Linked DNA regions of Callithrix jacchus: region 1 is linked to region 2. Evidence: chromatin contacts called from public Hi-C data. All regions are on one chromosome and are shown on one strand. Each heading gives the region's core, a stretch centred on a gene start, on an enhancer-like site or on the middle of the called end of the contact. The rest is flanking DNA. Distances are from core to core; before and after follow the strand shown.

Evidence for each region. A called contact is a pair of places that touch in the nucleus more often than the background predicts.
Region 1: a contact with region 2 is called in a Hi-C map of skeletal muscle, with 2.6 times the contacts expected there. The contact joins two enhancer-like sites. A contact is called at or near these places in 2 of 3 Hi-C or Micro-C datasets (both in skeletal muscle).

The regions. Positions count from the first base shown.
Region 1 is chr18:42,714,045-42,721,312 of calJac240_pri, forward strand. The region is part of intron 3 of C18H1orf21 (chromosome 18 C1orf21 homolog); the gene reads left to right. Among named protein-coding and RNA genes, the nearest start is that of C18H1orf21, 170 kb to the left of the region's middle. Within about 2 kb of position 2,732, at least 3 of the 16 cell types and tissues checked have an H3K27ac peak or open chromatin away from gene starts, as enhancers often do. A contact at or near this core is called in skeletal muscle, where this site is marked.
Region 2 is chr18:42,252,284-42,259,855 of calJac240_pri, forward strand. No RefSeq gene overlaps it. Among named protein-coding and RNA genes, the nearest start is that of TSEN15, 31 kb to the left of the region's middle. Within about 2 kb of position 3,093, at least 1 of the 16 cell types and tissues checked has an H3K27ac peak or open chromatin away from gene starts, as enhancers often do. A contact at or near this core is called in skeletal muscle, where this site is marked.

The DNA of each region.
Region 1 (7,268 bases), core at 1,482-3,981, 460 kb after region 2:
AGCTGTGGTTAGATCACCAGTGGACTCATCCCAAAGCATAACTTGATTCTCAACCCTGGTACTAAATCCCTTTCACCTCTGCCAGAGGCAGAAGAGAAAAGATCTTCCAGGACATCAGACACCGGGTGCCTCACAGTGGGAGAGGAACGAGGTCATTGTTGTTATTTGTTCAGAAAGAAAAGATAGTAAAACTCAGTGACATCTTGCTCAACTGATTTTCTCGGCTTGAAAGAGAATTAACAGACACTGGGCTTAAGGGAGTTAAGAATAAATGAGGACGTGAACCATTCCAATGAAGCTGTAGTTTCTGCATTTATGAGATCCTTCTGACAATGCTGCATTGGATAACTATGACACAGAGACAATTCAGTCTCAAGCCGTACTCCTATACTCACCTTTCTTGTTGGTAATTGTATGCAGCAAATTGAGAAAGCTACTGTATTCTGAGACAGAGTGTAAACCAATAATTTTGATAACCTATAATGAGTTCTGTGATGTCTTTTTCTTCTTGTATCTTTTCTTTCCTACCTTGATACCAGTAATTTATAAGGGATCTGTATAGTTTGAATGTATTCGAGGGACTTCATGAATACTTTAGTACTACTTTTTGTTATGACCCAAGGAAGCACCAGTAGGTCTCAAGCATTCCCTGTGTTCTAGAAGCCTGAAATCAGTGAGATGGAACTCAATATCAGGAATTTGAAGCAATGTAAGGTATGGAGAAAGAATGTAAAAAAAAAATCATTATGTAGTTTGGCTAGAGCATAGTAATTAATTGGATATTTTGGTTTTCAAGAATTTGAATTACAATAAAAGGAAATTTTGATATGCTATTTCAATTTTCAGTAGCAAATAAATGTTTGTGTAGCCAGACAATAAAATTGACATATGTTAGTGCCTTAAAAGATATAGGTGATGGCTTTAACCTTATCTGTTAAGTGGCTCATAGTGCCTCATTCATTCATTCATTTAGTAAATAAAACGAACGCCAATTCAAGGAAATCTGTATAACAAATATTTATAAACTTTAGTTTACGACCTATCCTTTGTTTTTTAGTTTATGTAATAAAATCTAAGTAAATAAAAATAATGGACAGTCTCTTAAAAATTCCTTATCACTTATTGGTATATGATAGGGTTCTTTGATGGCTGGAAGATGCTTGAAAATAAAAATAATATTTAAGCTTTCTATAGTTTACCATATAGTTCAAAAGTCTGTGTGCATGTGTGTAACAAGAATATACACATTACTCTGATTCCAGAGACAGCCCTTGATCTGGCTGGCTAGAGTAGTCTCACTACCAAACCCCAGTCTTTATTATTCTGTTGTAATTTCCTCTTCATACTTCTCACCACCTGTCTTGATATTAGTTCTGTTTTTGTTTATTTCTCATTGCCTTTTGCCTTCACTGGAATGCCAGGTCTGTCAGGGCATGAGTTTTTGCCATTTTTCCTGCTCAGCTCCTAGAATACTGTGTGGCCTATAACTAGCCCTCATTTTCATTTATATGGAATGAATGAACAAATGAATCAGTGTTCTCCCTCTTACCAGCTATGTAGAACCAGGCAGCTTGCCTCTATTTTGAGGTCCCTGAGCTATTCCTGGGAAGCCCCAGGGACTGGCATCTTTTGCTGGACCTCTGAGACCCAAGAAGCCATTGTTGGTAGCCAGAGGCCCCTGTGAGCTGCTGCCAATATCTGCACTGAGGGGGCCCCTTAGATCCCAAACTAAGTTCACTTTTGTATGTTCACAGCCAGCTGCTGCTGCTTCTGTCATGGAAGGATCTTCACCAAAGAAGTTTTCTGTCTCCTGTAAAACTGTGCTGTGGTACAGGAATAGCCCACCCCCCAACACACACACACACCTGTCACACACACATGCACACCATGTTACCTTCTTTACCCAGACTCTTGGGCCAGAGCAGTCTTGTGCCTCCAATTTTTTTCTTTTGGTGAACCTCACTTTCTGGCTTTTCTGTCAGGAGCAGGGCAAGGAGTTGGGGGTAGGGAGGACAGGAGATGGTGTGGGAGTTAACTAAATGGGAAGTTCCGAGTGAGGAAGGCTCCCCTCCAACTCAGGGGCATTCTTCTGGCAGCTAAACAAGCTTCTGGCAGGAAAAAATAATTTCCCTGGCACAGTGTGGTGCCTCATGCTAATTACCTCTGTGAGGATCGGCCCACTGGCCCTCCAGGCCATCTGGACACAAGGCACCCCTGAGGAGATCTCAATGTAGCCACAGTCTAGGACTCCTGCTAGAGGGAGATAAAGCTCTACCGCTTCACTTCTTTGTCCTGAACAGTATTCTAGAATGAGCTGTAAGAAATATCCTAATGGGTAATCGCTTTCTCCTCTCCCTCAGCCCCCTACCGTGCATGCACACGCGTGCACACACACACACGTGTGCATGCACATACACACACACACACACACACACACAGGCTGAGAGGCATCCACAGTGTTCATCACAGTATGAATCCTTATGGGGTTTTATTTGGCTTCTTGGACAAATAAGCTGATGCAGATATTTGTTGGATAACACTGTGGCGTGGGTCAGTAGCAGGGGGTGTGAGTCAGGCTCCCGGTTTTAGAAAGGGAACCTGCAGTGCCTGCTGCCATGCCCTCCTACCATGTGTACTCCTTGCATATTATCAAAGCATTCCCAGAAACCCATTCTTGCTTCCAGGGCAAAAAGAATCAGAGGCTCTGCTGGTGAAGGAAGTTTTGTTCCAGAAGGCTGATGATGTCTGTCATGGATGTAGGCAGAGGAGAACAGGGAGCCTCTGCCAGAGGCAGGCCAAGCCAAAGAATGGGAATCAGAGGACAGTTCTCTGATTATTTAAACACGAAACAGGAAGTAAGAAACCCTCCACTGTCTTGGCCACCATGGTGACCACTGCCCATTATTTTTTCAGATATATGTTGTCAAATAATCATTTTAAAAGGAAAATCTTAAAGCTATTATGTTTTATTTTGCAACTATTCAGCATGTTGGGGAAGAATGAAGGAAGGGAAAACAGAACCAGACTTCTAACGAGTGGAAAGGTGATTATCTGTATCATATGACCAGGCCTAGGGAAAAACACATGAGCCACACTCACTTTTTGAAAATCTGATCCTTATTGTTAAGGAAGGTGACTATAATTTTAGAAAGGAAAAGATGAATGGAAGGCTGTCTTGGCTTAGAAAACCCGTTTCTATTTTTTGTCCATCTGAATCACTGTGATAAATGCGGCCTGAGCATCACAAGACTTGCTAACCTTTATGTCATTTCCCCTCCCACTCTGTTGCCAAAATGGCTGGTATTTTTTATATTCATTTTTATCTTGCTCCAAACAATATGTAGTTTCTCCTCATTGATAGACATTCCATCAGCTTGTGAATTATTGCTGATTTGTTTGCATGCGTGTAAACTGCTCTCTGCTCCCACCTTTGCACTATCAGATGGAATTTTCCATGTATATATCTTAGCCTCCTGACTCTCATGAATGTCAACACCGGGGTCATGAACTGGTGCCATCTTGTTCTTGTAGTTAGCCTGAGAAGCTCAATGTATGTTTTTTAAATTTCAATAGGTTTGAAGGAACAGGTGGTGTTTAGTTATGTGGATAAGTTCTCCAGTGGTGATTTCTGAGATTTTGGTGCACCCTTCACCTGAGCAGTGTACACTGTACCCAATGGATAGTCTTTTTGTCCCTCACCCCCTTTCCCCCAAGTCCCCAAAGTCCATTGTATCATTCCTATGCCTTTGCATCCTCATAGCTTAGTTCCCACTGACGAGTGAGAACATACAATGTTTGATTTTCCATTCTTGAGTTACTTCACTTAGAATAATGATCTCCAGTTCCATCCAAGTTGATTCAAATGCCATTATTTTACTCCTTTTTATGACTGAGTAGTTTTCCATGGTATATACATACCACATTTTCTTTATCTACTCATTGATTGATGGGCATTTGGGCTGGTTCCATATTTTTGCAATTGCAAATTGTGTGAGAAGCTCAATTTAAAACCTCATTCCCTTCAAGTTTTAATTTCCATTTAGGAAGTATTTAGATTGATTTTGGTGATCTTTCATTATATATTAGTTAATTTTCCATTACTATGTTTTAACATAAAATACCACCGCCAGCTGTTTGGCAGTACTACCAGATAATATAGATGATGGGGCCTTTCCTTCTAGATAAAGTCACTGTGATTTGGGCACAGCTCTGCAGATGTGAAGTGGGGAATTTCTGTGGAAATTGACCAGTATATGCAGTTGTCCTTAACAGGTTTCATTGCGATAAACCCCTGTCTTTTATATGAATTCAGGCACATGTCTGCATGTATCTGTATCTATATCCTGCTTTACCATTTGGGTTTTCAACATGGTAAGAGCAAAGGGTGGCCCTCTACAGGCTTAGTTTTTCCAGTTGATTTTCTGTCTTCTCTTACTCACCAATGCTTATAAATTCATTAGCAGCCAGAACAGTAGAAGTCACTTTAGTTTTCTGTTTCTCTTTCCCACCAGCAGCCTCTTCACATCTCCTTCAAAACTCACCGATAAGCTTCTACCATGGATGTCACAGAATGTAAAATCTTAATGTTCATCAGTAAATTATTCTTGATTTCCATGGCCCTGATTTGTGTAATGACTACAAATGCTTTCAGAACATTTGATCTTGACAAGGCTAACAATCATGCTTTTTCTTTCTTTCTTTTTTTTTTTTTTTTCCAGTTTTCTAGGGTAGTTGCCAGGATTTTTAAAAACATACCCATCTTATATGCCAGGAATTCCAAAGTCAAAATGTCCATAAACCATTAGGTTATAAGCATCTAGGAATCTTTAGAAAGAAGGTTGGAGGTCACATGCAGCCATCCACCCAGTGTAGACCCCCTTCTCCAGCATCCCAGTCGTAGAGTCCTTCAGCTGCAGGTGGCCACTCCTGATGAGAAAGGGAACTCTTGGGTCACCAGGCTGCCTGCGTTGGTTGTTGGGCATCTGGGGTCAGATCCTTGCGTAAACTTGGGCTAGATTCTTAAGCGCTCTGTTTCTTTCTCTGAAATAGTGATAGTCACAGTAGTAATAACAATAGCAATAATACCACTAGTAATACTAGTAGTATTTCCCTATGGAACTGTTGTGAATGATAAATCAGTTGATATATGCAAAACCATTTGGACACCTGGCAAGAGCCACATACTCAGTCCCTGCTAGTTGGTAATACTGGCCCGGTAGGCAGAATTGTAGAGTAGAAGAGAGCAAATAGACCTGAGTCAGACTGATAAGGTATGAGTCCAGAATTTGCCAATACCTACTCCTGTCAACATGTAATTAAGTTGCTTGATATTTTCTGAGCTTGAATTTCCTTATCTGTAAAATACCGATAGGGAGTCCATCCCCCCATATGTACTTGCTGTATTGATATAGTTTGGATATTTGTCCCCACCCAAATCTAATGTTGAATTGTAATCCCCAGTGCTGGAGGTCAGGCCTGATAGGAGGTGCTTGGATCGTGGGGACAGATCCCCCATGGCTTGGCGCTATCTTTGCAATAGAGTGTTATTGTGAGATCTGGTCACTTAAAAGTGTGTGGGACCTCCTCCCACTCCCACTCTCTCTCTCCTGCTTTCACCATATGAAGTGCCTGTTCCTGCCTCACTTTCTGCCATGAGGAAAAGCTCCCTCAGGCCTCCTCAGAAGCAGACGTAGCTGTGCTTCCTGTACAGCCTGCAGAACCATGAGCCAATTAAACCTCTTTTTTAGTAAATTACCTAAGGTCAGGTCCTCCCTCCCTCTCTCCCTCCCTTCCTTCCTTCCTTTCTTCCTTCTGTCTTTTGCCTGCCTCTCTCCCTCCCTCCCTCCCTCCTTTTTTCCCTCCCTTCCTTTCTTTCTTTCCTTTTTCTTTCCTTTCTTTCACATGTTCTTCACCCAGCTTGAAGTGTGGTAGCACAGTCATGGCTCACTACAACCTGAGCTCAAGCAATCCTCCTGTCTCAACTTCCTGAGTAGCTGAGACTACAGGCACATGCCACCATGCCCAGCGAGTGTTTGTAATTTTTATGAAGATGAGGTTTCACCAGGCTGGTCTCTCCTGGGCTCAAGTGATCTGCCACCTCAGCCTCCCACAGTGCTGGGATTACAGGCGTGAGCCACCATAGCTGGCTAACTTTTGTAGACACAGGGTCTCACTATGTTGCTCAGGCTGTTCTCAAACTCCTGAGCTCAAGGAATCATCCCTCCTTGACCTCTTAAAGTGCTGGGATTACAGGCATGAGCCACCATGCCCAGCCCTCGATTTTTTCTATAGTAATGCACGGCTGGCCTAATACCTGTAGCAAACAATTAGTAACATGCCAGTTTATTTAAAGGGTTAACAAAAATTCATATAAGATTCCTGGTACAGAGTATTCGTGCACTAAACAATTATGATTAGCCACATGCTTAGTTGAAGAGATCAAAAAAGGATATGTTTGCTTAAGACATAATAGCAATATGCCTGCCACATTAATATATAATAGATATTGGGTGACTTGGAGAGTAATTCAGGTTTAGAACTTCTAGAAACCAAAGAAAAGGCACCATAAGATTTTTGCAAATCTAGAGATTGAAACCCTTTTACATTAAACCACTACAATGAATAAGATGATGTGTGTCAATTCTAAATTTCTACTAATGTTTTTCTTCAATGACAGAAAACCACACTGGTTCATATGAGCCATAAGAAAAGGCAAATCGGAATATTTTTAAGAAAATTCAAACTTTTTCTTTAAAATATTACAGGATGCTGCCCCCACCCCTTTCCCGTAAAACCTAATTAGTGGAAAGAATCATCGTTAGGTACCTTTTCTGCAGGTAAAGAAATACCTTGCGTGGGGGTGCGGTGGACAATCAGCTTCCTCCCAGCCATTGATGCCCCAGACCAGCGAGTCAGGTGGCCCCAAGAGCAAGCTCTCCAGAATCCTCTAACATGACAGGCATGACCCCCAGCTTACCACCTCTGAAAGGTGTCTGTCCCTGGCAAAGATGCCCCTATGAAATTAATTCTTCACTTTACCTTGAATGATCCTTTGATCATGGATTAATGAGATGGCGACTAACATCATATCTTAAATTTGCCTGTTTTAATGAAGAGATAGGAATTATTTTTAATTAGCACACTAGTTATATGTAAATGATGCTCTCTGATGTGCTTAAGGCCTCTTGAAAAAATTTATTTTCTTAATTCTGTTAAGATTCTTGTTTTCAACACTATTGTGTTCTCTATGGGAAATCCTTTGCTAGGTC
Region 2 (7,572 bases), core at 1,843-4,342:
AGGGAAACTGCATGTGAGGATTTCTCTCTGGTGCCACCTTTGCCATTCTTTTCTAGAGTCCCTAATTGGTGTGCCCTCTGTGTTAGGGCAGCTCAGTGGAATGCTAAGCTAGGTCCTATGGCTGCAGACTAAGTATTTGCTTCTCTTGCCTGAGCCTCTTTAGAAGAATGTTACTAAACACCTAAGATCTCTTGCAAAGAACATGAAGGAAGAAGTACTTTGGAATTCAAATTTACAATTAGAATAGAAGAGTAATCTACACAGTTCATGTAGTCAGCATTTTTATTTTTTATTTTTTGCTGTAATAATGTTTTACTTTTATAAGCCTGAAACCAAATGACTTAACCAAAGCTTCCTGTTTCATCTCTTTCTGAGCATTTCTGTTCTGAATTCCTCTCTGAGGTCGCTTTTTCCATTGTAGCCCCTAGCAGGAGGCCTCTTCAGTACTGCAGCATGGTGATTCCTGCCAAAACTTATAGTTCTTCTACACAGAAGTTCTTTCTTCATCTGCCACATTTCACCTTGAGTGTTTACATGTGCAGAATCGTGTGTTATCCTCTGAACAATTAATAGTACAATTTTTCCTTCTTTCTGGCCAATAGCTGTTCTGTTCCTTACCACCCCCATTCCTGCAGCCTAATCCTCTTAATGATCTTTGGATAAGAACTGCTTGTACTCACTAATAGAGTGGATGGAAAAATCAAATGTCTAGTAGGTGGGTGTGCTATTATAATGTTTAAATGAGTCTGAAAATTTTCCCAAAGCCAATTTAAGCAAAGTCAGAGATTGGCCTTTTAGATTTCTGGGTACTAAGTAGAGGTAATAATAATAATAAGTATTTTATTAAAGGTTATTCATTTATCACTTCATCTTCAGACATTAACTGGTATCTTAGCTAGGGCAACCATTACAAAATACCATGGCCTGGTGGCTTAAACAACAGAAATATATCTTCTTACTGTTCTGGAGGCTGGAACTTTCAAATTAAGGTTCTAGCAGACTCTCAAGGGCTCTTTTCCTGGCTTGCAGATGGCAGCCTTCTGGCTGGGTCCCCACATGGCCTTTTCTCTGTGGGGCATGGCGAGACTGAAAAAGAGAGAGAGTCAGCACATGAGAGTACATGCTCTCTGGCAGCATCTTTTTATTTTCCTATAAGGACACCAGCACCATCAGATTAGGGTCCCATCCTTATGATATCATTTAACTTTAATTGCCTCCCTAAAGGCATTATTCCAATTCCAGTCACATTGTGGGATAGGGTTTCAATATATGAATTTGAGGGGTACATAATGTAGTCCATATAAACTGGGCTCCTTCTCTGTGCTCAGATACTGTGGTACATGCTAGGGATACAAAGCTTGGTGAGACATGACCTCTGCCCTCAAGGAACTCAGACAGCCAAAATTCTAAAAGCCTGTTTTCATTGTGAACTGAGAAATAGTTGTCTTGTGACATATAAAGTTTATGTAGTTTACTTAAGGGTGAATGGGTTCAACAACTTATGATAAATAGTTTTCAAATGATCATCATATGTGTATTATTTGTCCCAAAGGGCTTAGCATTGGATCAGATACAAAGAAAAAGTGCACAGTGAACCTCTAAGGAGCTTACTGTCTCCCTTGAAAGGAGAAAATCTAGATACAAAATAATTTGAGAGCATTATAAGGACAATATTATACATAAATGCAAAATTATAATCATATTGTACTTTATTCACCACTAAGTGCTTCAGAACCGTATATCTTGATGCTCACAACAGAGCTGATGTTACATGTTATTAACTTTTTATCCTCATAAGAGAGAAATAGGACACAGTGGTTAAGTAATAGCTGCATGTAGTAGCAAGTGAGTGGAGTGGATAATACAGATTAGATCCAGGTCTCCTGATACCTGGCACACTGTTGTTTTCACTATTGTTTATGCTGCCTCTTTCTTGTATGATGCAAAGAAATATATTAGTGTGTGCCAGAGTCTTTGAGAGGCAAGAAATTATTCAGTCCTGGAGGGAGTTAGGAAGTGATTTGGGGATCAGTTATATTATCCTCTATTACTTGAACAAATGTATCAAAATGTCAAGCTGTTTGTGAATCATTCTGAAGAACATATTCATAAGCAATATATTTACAGAGTTTTATTCCAGAAGATAAACACATTCATGTTCCTGCTTTTATGTTGGCAAACCTAAGACAATGTTTAATAGTAAATGAAGAACTCAGAAAGTTTCTCTGCTTGCTGACGCTAAATTTTGTGCTGGCACAAAGAGAAACTACGGAAATTTATAAATGATCATTTCACCTCAATTAGGAAGGATCTTGTACCCCAAATATTCCTCAGATCTGTCTGCAAGGCCTTGAAATTCTACCATAATTCTACTTCTTAATCATGACTTAATAATGCGATTTAATTTGACAAACGTTTTGGTAGCACCTTCATGAATAAATAAGACATCACGTTAAGATCTGGGGGAAAGACAATTCCAAATATTTTATTATTAGATTCAATATGTCAAATTAGTTTAACTGTTACAATAATTTCTAAATGTTTATTCTCAATTTCTATACTTACATCATTACAGTGCAGCAGTAGTTTATGGATTGATACCTGTGTATGAACCACACTTTGAGTGTCATGTGTTAAAAGCCATTGATGAGAAGAGAGAGCCTGAACCACAATAATAGCCTGGGCACGTTAGTCAGGATGGGTAAGATTATTATGCAGTAACAACCAGCAAGTTCATTTAACAAATGTTTATTGCTTGCTCATTTTATCTGCCCACTGACTGAAAGGGCCCATTACATGCCCTTTACTCTGGAAATCAGGGTGACAGGGCCTCCATCATCTGAAATGCTGTCAGTTCCAGCTGCAGGAAGCAGAGTGCTGCAGTGTTGCTTTCTGCAGTTAGGAAACAGCCCATGTTACTCCTGCCCACGTTTCACTTGCCAAAGGAAGCCACGTGACTGGCCTCAATCAACCTCAAGAACGAGGGGAAGTGCAGTTCTGCCACATCCCTGGATTGAGGAAAAGGAATATTCAGAGAGCAGCACTTCCAGTAATAGAAAGGAGAGAGCCAGTAGGTAGATTTAACAACTGGATAGCTGTATGAACAGAGGAGGAGTCGGCGTTAAGCCTCAAACTATTGAGTCCTGTCACTTTAATGGGAGTGAGTTTCATGTTGTAATGGGAAGACAGTGAAATGACATTGCAAGAAGGAAAGGGCACTAAGCACCCCCTGGGGGAAATGGGCCATCTAGAGGACTTTTTGCCATTTCATGGCTCAGGTTCTAGAGGTCAGAAGGGAGATCTTATATGGATCAGGAACTTAGGTTCACTGGAAATTTTATTCTTTCTGTTCTTCATATGCACCACACATTGTTACACAGACTATGTTGTCTGGGCCTTTTCTTTACTTCCTAAGAATGGAAAAAGAAAGCAGTTGTGCCTAAAGAATAGAAAATTAGTGGAAATCTATAAGAATATTTCTGAAGGAAGCTGGTTAAATATGGATGCATGGGTGGAGCTGGGTTTATGAGGAGCCTGGTTGCAGCTCTTCTGGGATGGATAGTTGTCTATGTGGGATTGTGAACATAGAGTGTTTGTATAGATCTAGGGCACTTTCAGGGTGCATTAGTATATGATGGGGAGAGAGTTGGGGGACAGACATCAGTCCTTAGGATTTCTCACCAGTCACACTGGTAGTGGCTGAATTGGGCATCATCCTGCAATGCCTGAGGTCCATCTGGGGTTCTCGTGACTATTTCTCTTGAGCACTTGGAAAATTTTGATCTAGTTCTGAACTTCATGGATATGCTGGGGAACTTTCAGGCTGTTTTGGGTCCTCTCCATCTAGATACACTTTCCCAGACATACATTATTCTCTGCTGTCTTCATAATATGCTGGAGAAAGATCCTAAGAACCTGGGATATGTGGGGTTTGTGGAGACTTCCCTGAGCCTGGAGGCAGCAGTGGGCGGTATAGGGTAGGAGTGGATGCCAGCCAGATTCCCTTTCATTTCCTCTACTTCCTTTGGACTGTCTATTTTCTCTCCTCTGCACCAGCAACATTTGGGTCAGGGCGGAGGGCATGGACCACAGGTGTCTGCTTCATGACCCATTCAAGATTCTAATTCTTTTGCTTTTGCTACTTTTTACCACCAACAGGTTTTTCCCCTTAGGTTTATTTTGTCATAGAGGTAGGAAAAACTAATGCTGACCATTTCCAGATCAACTTTCCTTCTAAACATACTGTTTTTGCCAAGATTTTAGATTTTGGAATTCAAAAGTCAGTCATTTGCTTTTTGTGTTCTGTAGCATAATCCTGTTCCTGGGGCAGTGTGCCAAGAAAGCCTGTATGGGAAAAAGTTCACAGGTAACAAGAATTACTGAGAAGGGAAAACGTATCAGTTAATATATCAAGATATTATCTGGCTACATTTACAAACAGAAGGTGTTCATTGTCATTAAAATTCATATTGACACTCACAGACTTATTTAACTTTCTGAGGGTACATTTTATCTTACCTATCATCTTACATTCCACCTAATGATAACACAGTACTTGACACAGAGTAGAAGCTCAATAAAAATCTCATTTGATTGCATTCAAATGTTCATAAATGGACTACTGCCCACCCCATCCTATTCCTGCCATTCCAATGGGAGGGCAAGGACCAGCTGCTTTTCTGCCCTTTCCACTTTGTACAGAAAGCAGAGCTGCATGTTTCTCAGGCCATGAGACAAATCACATCCCACATGATTTGCTTTTTGAAATGAGATCTCTTATATTTTGATCACTTGCCTTAGAGTTTTAGGAAATCAAAATAAGGATTTCTAAACAAAATATATCTGCCTGATAAGGTTACTTACTTTTTTTTTTGGAGACAGAGTTTCACTCTTGTTTCCCATGCTGTAGTGCAAGGGCGCTATCTCAGCTCACTGCAACCTCCACCTCCCAAATTCAAGCAATTCTCCTGCCTCAGCCTCCTGAGTAGCTGGGATTTTAGGCACACATCACCATGCCTGGCTATTTTTTTTTTTTTTGTATTTTTAGTAGAAATGGGGTTTTATCATGTTAGGCTGGTCTTGAACTCCTGACCTCAGGTGATCTGCCTGCCTTGGCCTCCCAAAGTACTGGGACTACAGGCATGAGCCACTGTGCCTGGCCAGATTACTTACTATTTGATTATACACTCTTTTCTATTTCAAACCTATGCATTTATTTATTCAACATTTTGGGGGGGAATGAAAACATGTGAACGCTGCTAAATTTGGAAACTCTACTTAGAAATGGTAATGCCTCTCACATAATGATACAATTATTGTGGATTGTACTTCTGTTAATGACCACAGATGGGAATGCTGTGGTTTTGAATATTAGGTGAAAAATTGGTCATCTCGTCTCCCATCCCAAAGAAAATCATTAGAAAACTTGGCACCTATAAATATAATCAAGAATGTTACTTTTTTTGTAAATCCTTTAGCTATAAATGAATAGAAGTCATCCACTTTGGACCTTAATGTTCCACTTCCACAAAATGAAAGGAGTTGATGCAGGTACTCTCTGTGATCCTCGCTAGCTCTATATTTCGGTGATACTGTAACTGAACGATCTTGCCACATAGATCTTTTCTTCTCACCATCACTCTCATCACCCTCTTCCACCTCTACCCCCGTTAAAAACAGCAACATATTCCTCCCATCATGGGCCTTGTTCATTCACCATTAGAATTGTGCTCCTTTCAAGTTTTGAGGCTGAAGATACTTGTAAGGCAGACTTTTGACTTCAGAAAGCCAACAGCGACATGGGCCAGTTGTGTAATCTCAGTTTCTCATCAGCAAAATGAAGGACAAAATGTATCCTTCCAGGGTTGTGTTTTCCTCACACAAGGAAATGGTTATGTGAGGATAAATGAAGCCCAGCACACAATAAGCTATCAATGATCCTTCCCTTTGCAGCCTCCAAGCACTTCCCATTGATGTGCAGGTTGCCACCTTAGGAGGGAATACATGATAACTAGCTGACATCCAGTCCTCCAAAGAATGGGACCTAGATGTTTAGCAGGGTGTGAAGAAGGTCATCTTAGTCCATTTTATTGTTTGATATTATGTTATACTCTCAGATATTCTGTTATACTATCATTATAGTTTCTGTTATACTATAATAGAATATCAGAGACTGGGTAGTTTATAATGAACAGAAATTTATTACCTCACATTTCTTGAGGCTGGGAAGCCCAAGATTGAGGGGCCAGCATCTGGCAAGGGCTTGCTTGCTTTGTTATCTTATGGCAGAAGGCAGAAGGGAAAGAGAGATCAAGAGGAGCCAAATTATCCCTTTATGATGGCAGAAATCCTGCCCATGAGGATGGAGCCCTCGTGGTCTAATCACCTCTTAAATGTCCCAACTCTTAAAATGACTACAATGGCAATTAAATTTCAACATGGGTCTGACAGGACAAACATTCAAACCACAGCAAAGGTACAGGAAAAGATAGGGAGACAATTTTGCCCCTTGAAAATTTTCTCAAGACCTGATCTTGCTGTTGCTAGCAGTAGTGGTGATGGTGATTATAACACCTTTTTTAAAAAAAATCTCGCTTTCGGGAATCCTTTAAGTTTAGATAAGTTTCATGGGAATAACACCAGCTATACAGTGGGAGACTTAAATAAGGGAAATTTCCACTGCAGGGAAGCTGTACTGGGGCAATTCATTAGAACTGAAAACAAGTTAAACTTAGCACAGCACAAAAGCACATTGAAAAGTTCTCTCTAAAAGAGAAGGGAGAATGTTGAGGGTGTATTTAAGTCATGGGATATGGCAGGGAGCCTTCTGTTGTTGGTAGGGATTAGGTCTCTTGAAGGAATGAATCAATTAAAAACATGAAACGATAACTAGCAACTTATAGTTATATAAACGTGCCTATATTACAGTGGGGGATATAGGGACCTTATTTTGTTTCCTTCTATGTCCCCAGAGGTTAGAACAGTGTCTGAGACATAGTGAGTATTCCACAAATATTTGTGGAATAAAATAAACAAATAAACACACATAAAATAATGTCAAGTGATGACAAATGCTATGAAGAATGTAAAGTGTGGTATAGGGATAGAGTGTGACAGGAATGCAACTTTAGTTAGGGTGGCCAAGAATGACTTTTCTCTGCAGGTGACATGTGAGTAGAGACCAGAATGCAGTGAGGGTGGGAGTCATGCAAATAACTGGAGGACCAGCCTTGTGGGCAAAGGGAACAGCAGGTGCAAATGTCCTGATGTAAGAGCATGATGGGATCTGAGATTCTGCATTTCTAACAAGCTGATGATGCCAGTGCAGCTGGTCCATGGACCACACTTTGAGTAACAAGGGCATAGACTATAGTTTGACCAGGGAGTCAGTACTAAAGTGAGTAGGTGAAGGGACTGAGAGATGAGGTCACTGTGTGAGAGAAGGAGAATGCAAAATGTAAAACCGCATATGAAATATATTCTTATCTATAGAAAATGTATGCAAAGAAGGATGAAAAATACCAACAGTGTTTTCCTCAGTGAGGTTTCACTTCAGGTGATTTAAATTCTCTC